Linked DNA regions of Sus scrofa: region 2 is linked to region 1. The links are chromatin contacts, called in public promoter capture Hi-C maps. All regions are on one chromosome and are shown on one strand. The core of a region is the stretch at or near the end of the contact, and the rest is flanking DNA. Distances in the headings are between cores, read along the strand shown.

Evidence for each region. Promoter capture Hi-C pulls out the DNA fragments that hold promoters and counts their contacts.
Region 2: a promoter capture Hi-C map of fetal skeletal muscle shows a contact between it and region 1, with 5 times the contacts expected there. The contact joins the promoter of NCAPD3 here to the promoter of IGSF9B in region 1. A contact is called at or near these places in 2 of 5 promoter capture datasets (fetal liver and fetal skeletal muscle), 2 of 47 Hi-C or Micro-C datasets (fetal skeletal muscle and heart right ventricle) and 1 of 2 datasets of contacts at active chromatin or transcription factors (skeletal muscle).

What each region holds. Positions count from the first base shown.
Region 1 is chr9:60,518,804-60,524,877 of Sscrofa11.1, forward strand. IGSF9B (protein turtle homolog B) reads right to left here and starts at 2,660. Exons shown (of 20, transcript XM_021063165.1): 1 at 2,400-2,660. The coding sequence starts at 2,463.
Region 2 is chr9:60,783,500-60,789,573 of Sscrofa11.1, forward strand. NCAPD3 (condensin-2 complex subunit D3) reads right to left here and starts at 2,408. Exons shown (of 34, transcript XM_021063171.1): 1 at 1,799-2,408. The coding sequence starts at 1,862. It overlaps VPS26B (vacuolar protein sorting 26 homolog B (S. pombe)), which reads left to right and starts at 2,693. Exons shown (of 6, transcript NM_001137634.1): 1 at 2,693-2,931. The coding sequence starts at 2,709.

The DNA of each region.
Region 1 (6,074 bases), core at 1,410-3,909:
TCCCGCCCCTCAGGAATCTCCCGGAAGTCACCTCTGCCAGTCGGAGAACAGCTGAGCCCTCACACAGCAGCATCTGAACACTGGCCATGCTTCTGAGAGGTGGCTGCCACACAAGCCCTGTCTCCCGCTTCCAGAGGCTGTGTGATGAGCTTCTTGGCTCTGAGGCCCCCTCATCCCTCCTACAAGGCTCTGGCTACCAACGAAACTCCAGGTTTGCAGATCTTTCAAAGGATTTCTGAGCAGTCCTCCATGTCTCCCTGGGCAAGGTCAGCCCGTGAAAGCAAACTTGGCTCCCCCAAGACATTCCTAGCTCCCGATTCCCTGGGTGGGATTCCCTGGATGGCCCAAGGGAAAGAAGCTGAGAAGGGCTTGGACTCCCCACCCCCAGGCCCCCAAACAGTGAAACCACACCATCATCAACATCTCCCAAGCACTTACTACAGAACAGGTAGCTTTCCATTGCTTTATAGCACTAATGTCCACAAAAACCCTACAGGCTCATCCTCTTAACCCCCAATGAGGCAAATGACAATTACAGAAGTTAGGGAAGGTGTCCAAGGTCACAGGTCAGCAAGTGGCAGAGCCAGGATTTGAGTCCAGGTCACATGACTAGGCCTAGGTCCTTCACCGCCACACAGAGCCCCTTAAGACTAAAAAGACCACCAAGACCCTTAGGGGTGGCAGGCAGAGGTTCATGTCAAGCCACCCCAGACAGAAGGATCTCCCCATAGCAGAAAGAAAGCATAAGCTTCCAGCCCAACAACCTTCAATGTTGGAAAGTCCTTCCTTCTGTCTGGCCGTTTTGTGTGCTGCTGTAATAGAAACCTATTTTCCTGGATTCTATGCTTACACTTGCAAAAAGTCCACGCACCTCCCTTTGACCTCTCAGCTTTGGAGGCTATTCCAGGGCCTCCCTTCAGTGTCTCTTTTTTATTCAAAGATCCCAGCACATCCTTCTGTGCTCTCAGCCACAGTCCCAGAGCAGGAACATACCAAAAACTGGAGGGGAGGAAGATGAGGGCATTGGAAGACTACAAGGGGATAGAGGTAGGGGGAGGATGAGGCTGGAGAGGATTCTCAAAGCAACTGGACCCACCTCACACCCACCCCCACTCCCCGAGCTCCTGCTGCCACTCTGACCTCAGTTTCCCACCTCACAAAGGGGGAGTTGTAAAACCATCCAGATCACATACCATTTAACAAAATCACTGGTCGCCTTCCTCTGCTTCTGTTCTCATACCACCCCCCCCCCCCCAATAGCAGGGAGATCTATTCCATTCCAAAAACTTTCCCAAATCACTTCCCCTCCCTCTACACAACCCCCAAACAAGGTGTGGAGAGGACCCTTCTTCGCTAGCAACCTGCGGGGCTCGGGGTCTCTCCCTGCTGCGGTCCACCCGGCGGATCTCCCCGGAAGCCATCCCTTCCGGCCTTGGGAACCTTACAGCAGCTGGGTCTTGTCTATGCGCTGAGCACTGTGAGCTCACAGTCCTGGAACCTCCAGGCTCTGCCGCTGTTTCCATACAAGGGCTGGGAGCCGGGGTGCCACATAGAGAGGAGCAGGTCGCTTTGCTGTCTCCAAAGCAAAAGCCCGCGCGCTCACGCGCGCATCACCCAACTCGCTGGCTTCCCTCTCGCCTCTTCCCCACCTCAGACCGGAAAAACGGAAAGAAAAACCTCCTTCCTCCCGAGACGCGGCAAAGGGAACCCCCTCCCCGCTGCCCTCGCCCCCGGCCAGCTGTGCCTGGCTGCGGCGCGCTCCCAGGGAACTTTTGCCCGGCCATGCTCTGGTGCGGCTGAGCGGGACGCGGGCAGGGCCAGCCGAAGGCTGAAACTCCTCGCAGCCGGCCGAGGGACCCCGCGCAGAACCAGCTTTCTCCTCTCTAGGGGCTCCGTGCGCCCCCGCCCTGAGAAGGGATCCGACCTCCAGCTACCAAGATGTGTGATCCGGAGGAACGAGAGCTGGAGCTGGGAGCCCGGACCATGAGCCGCGGGTGCCGGGCCCCGCACGGGCTAGCCTGCGGAGCCGCGGCGCTGCACGGAGCTCCAGCGTGCCGCAGCCGCCGGAGAACCTGCAAACTCCCAGGCGGCAGAGTTAGGAAAGCCGCCGCCTCCCCCTGCGCTCGAGGCGGCGGCTGCGCCCGCGAAGGACACCGGGCGCCGCACCCGCTGTGAAGCCCTGGGGCCAGAGGTGGAGAAGCGGACCGGATCCCGAGGCGTCCTCTCCCAAGCGCAGGCAGCCAGAGCTCAGGCCCTTTCCGCCTGCCGCGACTGCGGCCGCGGCCCCCGCCCTCCCCGCGGTGCCCGGAGCGCGCCCGGCGGGAAGGCGCGGGCTCGGCTGGAGGACCCGGCCAAGAGCGCCGGGAGGCGCAGGGGAGGGACGCTGCACTTCAACTCACCTTGAGCCGCAAGACCTCGGGCGCTGATCACACTTGCTATCAAAGTGGCCACATACCAAATCATAGTACTACCGCGCGCCAGCCAGGAGCCTCATCCTATCTCAAAGTGCCCCGCGCCGCCTACGCCCAGCGTCGGTGCTCCCGCGGCTCCTGCGGCTCCTGCAGCCCGGGCGGCCCGCTCCCCATCCCTCCGCGTCTCAGCTCAGCTCGGCGCACAGCCTCCCGCCCGGCGCAGCGGCACCTGCACTGGAGCCCGGGAGGAGCGCAGGCAGCGCCGCGGAGAAGCCCCGCCGCACCGCCCCGGACCCGCCCCTGTCGCCCGCCCATTGGACGCGTCCGGTGATCCCGGAGTCCTATTGGCCACAATCTCTGCCCGTCGCGGCGAGGGGGGCGAGCCCATTCAAGGTGCGTTGACGTGTGGCGAGCCCAGAGCCGCAGAATCATGCGCATTGCCGGAGAGAAGGCGCTGCCGCGTCTCCGCTCGGCTCGGCTCCCCGCTCCCGCTGCATGGCAAGTTTCTGGGGGAGGGAATGTGGCTGCAGGGCTGGCTAACGAGATCCTGGGGTCTCGGCTACCCTGCGGGTCTAAGGGGTTGGAGCTCCCGCCCACGTAGGGAACCCAGCATCCGGTTTCCTTCCAGCAAAAAGCCGTCCCGGGAGGACGGTGCTGATTCAGTGATGGGGAAACCCAGAAAAGGCAGCCTGGGGAAGCTGGAAGTGTCCTTAGCTGGAGATCTTTTACAAAGGGTCACACGTTACCTCCACTCCCCACTCCCTTCTACACGCAGCCACTCTTGCCTCCCCAAGGCACCCCTTCCCACCCAAATGTGTGGTTACATTAAGCTCCATCCAGACTGACGGCAGGGGAATGACTAAAATGACCTCTAAAAGTCGCTAAGATTTGGGGTGAGTCATTGGTTCAGCTGCGGGAGTGTCACAAGCCCCTTTGGGAACACACGTGTGCACACTGCCACCCCCGGTGTGGGTCATAGTTGCTCATCACCATTAAATTTCAACTTTGAGCAGTGAAAGTGTTTCTTCTTATTCTCCACAAAGGCTGCCTCCTCAGGCACAAGATTCCTTCCCCCAACCTCACCGGACTGGGAGCCAGGCCCCACCCTGGCAGCACAAAGCTGAGGGACTTGGGGAGCAGTGCCAGGGTCTGTGAGGGGGACCCAGGAAAGCGAAGGTGGGCTTCCTATTTCTACAGAAGATGATAAGGAGGAAGCTGAAAGTCTTCATGTTTCCCAACCTCGTCCCCTCCCCCAATACAGTTGTATCTGCAGAAGAAATAAACGAGTGTCATGGAAACATCTACTACAAACAATCACCTCACACCAGCTTCTGAGGCTGCAGTGAAGACGTATGTTCTTTCAAAGAGTGAAAGCAGTGTGGGAAGGGTGGCACAGCGCCCTACGATGTGTTGTTGGCCAAGGAGGGAAGACAGAGGGGCAGCAAAGGAGAGCTCAGAAATGTCACCCTGGCAAAAGCACTCATCGACCACAAAGCACTGGATCTTGGACATAAATCTCCAAAAAGCTTGCCTCAAAGAAAGCATGTGTGTGTGCACATACACACACACAATGCATCAAAAGTGGCCAGAACACTGGAGGAACAACAGCCTTACCTGAAACATGAACCCTCTTAGCTCACCGCCAGCCAGAAGATAGGAAGCCAGGCCTCCTCCCTTCCCAGCAGAGTGCAAGTATGCTGGTATGGTAAAGTTTTAGCATCTGGATGTAACCCAGAAAACAAAAGGCTTGAATGACCTCCTCCTCTACCCAGCCACTCCAGTCATGAAAGGTAACTCTGATGAGGCAGGATGTCTCTCCCTGAGCCATCACTTTAGGGTCTCGTTCTCTGCCAAGATACCTTCCTTAAGGATATGAAGAAGGTTGGAATCTCTAGGCCCCCAATGGCAGGCTGATTCCCAGCTGGCATGCCCAAGAACAGCATCTCCATCCTCCACACATACCTACAGGCATCCAGAGTCCTAGGCGATAAGCCTCAGTGGGATTCACTTGATTTTTCCAAAACCTCTAAGCAGCTAACTGACCTGAAGAGAAGTGCTGGATCTCCCAGGGCTGACCTAGTCCCCAGCCCTTTTTAGGTATAAACATGGCAACGGTGCTGTGCTCAGGTTCTTCTAGGGACTTTTGGGGTTAAAAAAGGGAGGGAGCCACTCTCACCATCATCTTGATTGTATTTACTTGCCCACTGACTTTGTCCTACTCAGTGTGGTGGTTTCTGCTAGGGAACTAAGATTGAAAGGGAAAAAAGTTACAGAAAGAGCTTAAGACCATGACTTTGGTTGCAAAGGGTTTCAAACAAACTATCTAAAAAGGAGATTAAATTTCTTCTGGATAAGTCTGTTCGAAATGAAGTAGGTCCAGGGAGTGAGACAGAAAGGAAAGTTGAGGTTCAAAGGGAAAAGTTAGCGTCATCACACGTCTCAGTTTGGTTTCATTTCAGCTCAAAAGAGACAACAGTATTGGGCCATGGTGAGGGATGAGGCCAATTAAATCTTTTCCTCTTGGCATATGGCTAATCTTCAGACCCAAGAAGGATGGTACACATCCAGTAACATACTCAAGGCGAGCATGGACCCCAGCTGTCTAATAGGGACATAATGGAAGGATGTAAGCCATTCCCAGGAGCAGTTCCAGGTATTACTGTTTAGCCATCTATGTCTCTAATAAAGCAGGTTGTACATCAGGTAAGGGAGTAGATGTCATTCCCTCCTGCTTTTTGGAAATACAAAATGCTAGTCTTATCAGTTCCTCCATGTAAAACCATCTACCACCTACCTACCCCTCCCTCTGGAACCCTGGAGGATGAGGGAGGGCTGGAAGAAGAGGAGACTGAGACCCTTCCTCCCTCCCCATGTCCATTGAGCAAATAGGATTCAAAAACAATAGATCACTCACTGTTGCCTCCCTGCTTCCTCGGTGGTCCCAGACCTCTTTGTAGAAAAAAGGTTAGGACAGCCATCATAACAGCTGCATGTGAGGAAGAGAGGGAGCTCCAACTCAGAGCACTTCACCCCAGGGAGATCAGCAAAGTGTGTTTTTAGTGTTTCTTTAAGCAGAGAACTCTTATCAGTTATTTTGCTGTGTGCGAGTGTGTGTGTGTGTGTGTGTGTAAATATATATATGTGTAACAAAAAACATCCCAAAATGAATATTGTGACTTCAAACAACAAGAGTCATATTTGCTCACACATCTGCAATTTGGGGAGGGCTTGGTGGTGTTGGGGAAATAAAATGACTCTGGCTCCGGTCGTCAGTGTCAGAAAGTGAGACATGTGAACAAGGGGAGATCTTGATAAGGCTCTACTTTTGCAGAAGGGCGCGGGTACTCCAAAAAGCAAAGAAGTAAAGACCTCACTATTTATCCCTAACAGTGTGATGTACCTGTCCCCTTCCCATTGGTCAGGTCATGGTGCACATTCTTCTTAGTTGGCTAATTGAAACGAACTGTTGCTGGGAGAAGAGGTAAAGAGAAGGGGGTTGCAGGAGGGTGTCTCAGCCAATGCAAAATGGAGTAACCAAGATTTCCTTTGATAGAAAGGACATATGTTACTTTCCACAGTGGGAACAGCTCTTCTCCATTTCATATGACGTCTGACCAAGTGGGGGACCGAAGTTGCGCTCTCAAGATGCTCACTCACATGGCC
Region 2 (6,074 bases), core at 1,158-3,657, 260 kb after region 1:
CCAGCTGAGCCACAATGGGAACTCCTATATGCATACTTGTAAACGCACACCCATATTTCTTGAGCTCATTTCTGAGGTCAAGAACTATCAAGTCCTGCTGAGAAAAGAATAGATCTGGAGTTAGGAAATCAATATATTCAACAAATGGCCCTATTATCACGTCTAGAATGGAAGGGTGTTAAAACAGTAGTAGAAAGGCGCAACAGTAGAGAAATAGATAGAGAATATTACTGGGGGAGAAGGAGGAACAGAGGTGGGAAGGATGACAATCCTTCAGTTGCACCCAAATGTAGGGGTTGCCAGGGAAAGAAATGTAGAAGAGTGCATTCCAGAGGGAGAGGGCCCATAACAAGACACAAAGGGTAAGAAAGTATCTGTTTAGAAACCAACTAAATAGTGACAGCACTGAGCTCACCTGTGAAGGGTGAGGTATCAGCATGTATTCAGCAGTTAGTGTAACAGAGCAGGACCCCATGGAGCCTTCCCAGTCACACACACCCCTACCCTCCCTGTGCTCCATCTGCCTTTTGTCTGTAGAAAAATATTAGTCAAAGAATAAATTTAATGAGAAAAGTGAGAAAATGCACACAGAAAGGAAAACAGTAAGCAAGATAAAATAACAATAGTTTAGCCATTCAACAAAGTCAAGGACCTTCAGGCTATCAAGGGCTATAGATAATATTCTGAGCCATGTCCTTAGAGCTATTTTGCAGATGTTGAAACCACGACAGGTGGAAGAAGTTAATTCAATGCTACCCATAAGCACACAGATCCCAAACCAGTTGGAAGGCTAATGATGCTGATGTTTCATTACCACACAACCAACCAATTAGAAGAACATTTACCAGCTGATCACATCTCACCCCCTTACCTCACCTTGTGTTTAAAACCATTCCCCTGAAACTTCAGGGGAGCTCCGGTCTCTTAAGCACTAGGTACTTGGATTCCTTGCTTGGCCCTGCAATAAACGCTACACTTTCCTTCACACAACCCCGTGTCAGCAGATTGGCTTTACTGTGCTCAGGGCAGGGGACCCAAGTTTGGTTCGGTAACAGAAGATGCAACAGTTAGCAGGTTACAAAGTTAATCTTCACAAATGCCCTGGGAAATAAATATCTGAACCCCCATTTGACACATAAACAACCCAGGTTTAGCAGGGTTAACCAGTTGGCCCGCGATGCACGGATGCTAAGTGGTGGACAAAGACACGGACCTCAAGTCTGACTCCAGAGCTCTTGCTCCGGGAAAGGATAACTGCAGGGCTGGGTGAAGGCTCTGAGTGCAAACAGAAGATGTGGTCATTACTTAGGAAGCCAAGTGGAACCACTGAAGGTTCAGACTTGGTGGGTCATGCCTGCGTTTTCAAAGTGGTCCTGGAAAGTGTACGGGGCCGGAAGTGCCAACACCCGAAAGAGGCAAGGTGCGCCCCAAGTGCATAGGCCGGCCAGATGGGGGGGGGGGGCTTGGGCTGGACAGCAGCCCCAGGGGCAGCGCGGTCAAGGTCTGCGACGAGACGCCGCTGCCACCAGCGGTTGGGGGCGGGGGGAACCCACGGTCCTTCAGTGACGAGGGAGGGGCTCCCGGGGACGCCAGCCGCACCCCTGCACTCCAGTCCAGGAGGTCACTCCGGCCCACCAAACCGACGCGCTGCCTAAAACCTCGGGACCTGAGAGGCTGTACGCGCAGAACTGGAGGCCAGGCCAAGAAGGGAGCTCCCAGAGGAGCGCCCACGCTGCTGACCCGGGCGAGCCCTCCACAGCACCCTCCACAGCCCCCCAGGCTCCCATCGTCTCCTCACCCGGACTGAGGTCCAGCGTGTTCCAGGGCTGTAGGCTGCTCTCCAGGCCCTGCCGCGCCGCCATGACTGCCGCTCGCCTGAACTTTCAAAGCTCTCTCTGGCGCGCGCGCCCAGATATCCCCGGCGGGCTAAGGAGAACAGAACTCTTATGCACCAATCACGGCGCCCGGTCGGCTCTGTCCGTCAGCCAATCAGCAGGGTCTTCTGCTGCATGCGCAAAGCGAGAGCAGGACCAGGACGGCTGACCCAGCCGAGTCTTGAGGGTGGTGTCGAAAAGCGAGCTAAATCTAACGCTCTCCTTCTCGCTCGCTTTCCCCAAATAGGGAACACCCAGAAGCGAATCTAAGGCAGGGTACTTCCTGTTGTAATTGTCACGCTTGCTCTGACAAGCGGCATTTCGCGTGCGTGTCAAAAGGCCGCGTTTACCTGTCAGACCGCAGTCGAACATCTACACATTCGAGTATGGGTCGCGGCCTACCGTTTACCTAACTAAATAAAAGAAAAGCAGAAAAAATCATTCAGAAAGGACCTCTTTACTTTTGAATTTTACGGGACGTCTGGCCGGAGCTCTGGAAGGAAGCCGGGGTCGCCATGTCAACTACGGGAAAGCCGGGAGAGGGGGTGCGCATGCGCAGTGCGCGCTCCGCTGGAGGCGCGCCGGCCTGACCGGGGAGGCGGAGGCGTGCGCATGCGCGCGGTGAGTCCGGCGCCTCCCGCTGAGAGGCTGTAGCAGCGGGCGCTGCTCCTGGGCCCGACTGCTGGCTGGCTGGTCGGCCCCTCTCGCACCGGCGGGCGGGTGCCTCGCGCCCGCTTTGCGCTGTCCCCGGAACCGCGCCGGCCCGGCAAGTGCGGGCGTCGGCGCCAAGTCCAGCCCTTCGGCCTTCCCAGGCCCGGCCGGCCCGGCGGGGACATGAGCTTCTTCGGTTTCGGGCAGAGCGTGGAGGTGGACATCCTGCTGAACGATGCGGACAGCAGGAAGCGGGCCGAGCACAAGACGGAGGATGGGAAGAAGGACAAGTACTTCCTCTTCTACGATGGGGAGACGGTGTCCGGGAAGGTGAGCCTGGCGCTCAAAAACCCCAACAAGCGGCTGGAGCACCAGGGTATCAAGGTCGAGTTCATTGGGCAGATCGGTGAGTGCGGGGTCCGCCCCGCCCCGAGTCCTTCTCCCCCAGACCTGCCCCTCAACCCAGATCCCACCCCGACCCTGACCCTGAGCCCTGACCCTCGACCCCCTAACCCCTCCTTTGACCCCCCCACTCGACCCCCGTGCCCCACTCCTCTATAAACCCTGGCCTCTGACGCGATCCCCCGCTTCTTAACCCTTCCCCTTAACCCCTGCCCCCATTACTTCAACTCCCTATTTCTCCAATCCCCCGCCCTCCCGCGATCCTGGTTGCCCACCAGAGAGGTCTCAGCCGCTGTTCCTACTGGGCCTTCAGTGCTGCTGGGCCCGCCCGCAGGTCGTGGCCACTTCACCGAGTCCTGAGGCCGACCACCCTTTTCTAGTACCTGTGTCCCACACTGAGCTCCTCGTTGGCCTTCTGTCCACCCATCCCGTTTTCCTAAGACCTCTTGATTAGAACAGTCTTCAGCAGACTCCTCTTCTTAAACACAAAGAAATGATGCTCTTAAGACCTAAATTAAGGGGTCAGAATTTTTCAAGGCTCTGTCTTCGAACATAATTATTAGCAATTACAACTAGACAATAAAAGGCAGTAGGAATACCTAGTATTCTGGGCCAAATCGACCCACACCTTTGGGCCTCAGCTTTCTCACCTGTAAGGCAAGGATACTACAGAATCACGTGTCTAGGGACCAGGCTTTGTGCACAGTGTGGAATGTTTGTGTCCTGTACTTAAGGGGCTCTACCAGGTGACCTGAGAGCATTGGAGCGAAGCTGTGAGTAACTTCCCCAAGGTTGTGGTTGTGTGGTTTTTCTCCTTCGTTGCTTTCCTGACTCTGCATGAAGTGGGTGGCACTTCGGTGAGATTCTGAGGTCTGGCTGGGCTGGTGATATACAGGGTGGTCCCACTACTCTATGAGGGTAACAGTGTTGACATCATTGTGTTCCAGACACCTTCCTTCTTGTTTCACTCAAAATTTACCTTCTTGTAAACCATAGTCTCTTCATTTTGGTTCTTTCTTTTTTCCTTTTTCCCTTTTCTTTCTCTGCTTCCTGGGAAGAGTTCCGCAGCTTGAGAATAAAGTGATTTATGTAATTAACCTTCTTATGATGGATTTCCTTTTCCTCCTGATGAAAATGCATGTGTCCTACCTGTGCGTTTCTTAGAAAAGCCTGCTGTATGATTGAGGGTCAAGCAGAGGGTTACTTAAATTACACAGGCTCCATTTATAACCTTTTTGAGGGTCTTGTGAGGACTGGAGGTCGTCGACATCCATGAAGTGCACAGCTGGCACGCTTCGCAAGTACTCGTGAAAGGGAGTTAGGATGATCACTGTCATTTTCCCTTGCCCTGTTTAGCTGGACCCATCAAGAAGTTTCCAGGGGCTGGCCCTTTAAAACGCCAGCCTGATTACGCTGTCAACTGTCCACAGGAATGTTCACACCGGGCCAGCCCCCCCCACCCCCACCTCCATCTCTCTTCCCCATGTTTTTTCCCAGAAGACGTGCTCCCCCAAGTGGAAACCTCTGGAAGGGTCTCCACAGAGTCCTTGCAAGGACAGCTGTGTGGTGATCCAGTGCATGGGTCCTCTGCATATCCCAATTTTCACAGGAGCTCAGACCTTGTTCAGAAAAACTCCTCTCTCATCTCAGTTTTGGGAGTAGGCAGGAAAGGGGTCCCATTTGTCTCCTGGCCCTTCTCACACAATAACTTGCTCTGGCCACCTTATCTCTTCTTTTCACTTCAATGTCTTCTTAAAGTGTTTTTTTTTTTTTTTTTTAATTTTTTTTTTAATTTTTTTTTAAATTTTTTTCTTTTTGACTGCCCTGTGGCATATGGACAGGGATCAGATCTGAACCACAGTTGCAACCTGCACCACAGCTGTGGCAATGCCAGACTGTGCTGGGCCTGGGATCAATCCTGCATCCTGGTGCTACAAAGACACTGCGTGTCCTGTTCCGCCACAGCAAGAACTTCTTCGGTGTCTTAGACTCTGACAACTCCTCTGAGTTCCACACCTGCTTTCCAACTGCCTGCTAGACCCTCCCCGATACCTCGCAGGTCCCTCAAAGACCATCCAAACCAAAAACCCCTTTCTCTTCCTGCTCTAGCCCCAGCCCTGCTGCTTCTCCCATGTTCCCCATTTTGGCATGCCACCTGAGTCCATCCAGCCTCAGAAACCCGGAGTCATCTAGACCCTTCACCCTCCTCCAAGGCAGCAACCTGGCTCAGTGTTGGTCCTCTACAACAGCTCTCTGGGGCATCTGGAATCTGTGCTTCCTCTCTGTTCTCAGCCTTTGATGTTTTTGTGTGTAGCAGCCTTCGAACTGGCTTTCCTGCCTTGTTTTCCCTTTGAGCTCATCTTTTGTAAGTGAGTTTTCTAAAAGCTGCTGCCAGCCCCCTCCTTATAGTTCTTTTGGTTGACTCCCTATTGATTAAGGGGAGAAGTTATTCAGCTCTTTCCTGAGCTGCTTCTACCTTTCTTTCTCCAGCCAAGTCTCTCCCTAACCCTTCAGCCTACCATGTATACTTTCCTCTTTCCTTAAAATATCACATTCTTTCTAGAGTCTTGGCATCTTCACTTTGTGTGTGAGCATCCTTCTGCGAGGAATGGCCTTCCATCCAAGCTCTTACTTTGTTCTTCCAGCCCAGCAGGTATGACATCCATCAGAAAGCCTTCTCTGACCTTCCTAGGCTGACTGGAGTATTTTTTCTGCTGTTCTTCCTGAGGCCTCACTGGTGCCGCTTTGCAAGTGGGATCGGACAAGCTTGCGTCTTTGTGATTTTTTTCTTTTTTTTTTTTGCCAGGGGGAGGGGTGGTTAACTTGCATATCTCCCTCTCTAAATTCTGAGCCCTTGAAAGCCAGAGGCTGCCTCAGTCCTGGTGGCTGACCTCTGGTCCCAGTGGCTGCACAGAATAGCTGCCAGGAAGTGTTTGCTGATTGGATACAGTGGTCGGATCTGAGAATTTATAGAAGCTGCTCTCTGAGTTTATTATTTCATCTAGATAAAGCTAGATAAACTGGAAAGAAGGGAGAGTGCAGATTTGCTTTGGGGGTTTCTGTTGAGAGGCGGGGCATTGGTGGGCTGTTGGGGCCCCTGCTCTAAGCCACTGTGATCAGAGACAGCTCTTGCGGCACCTCCACAGA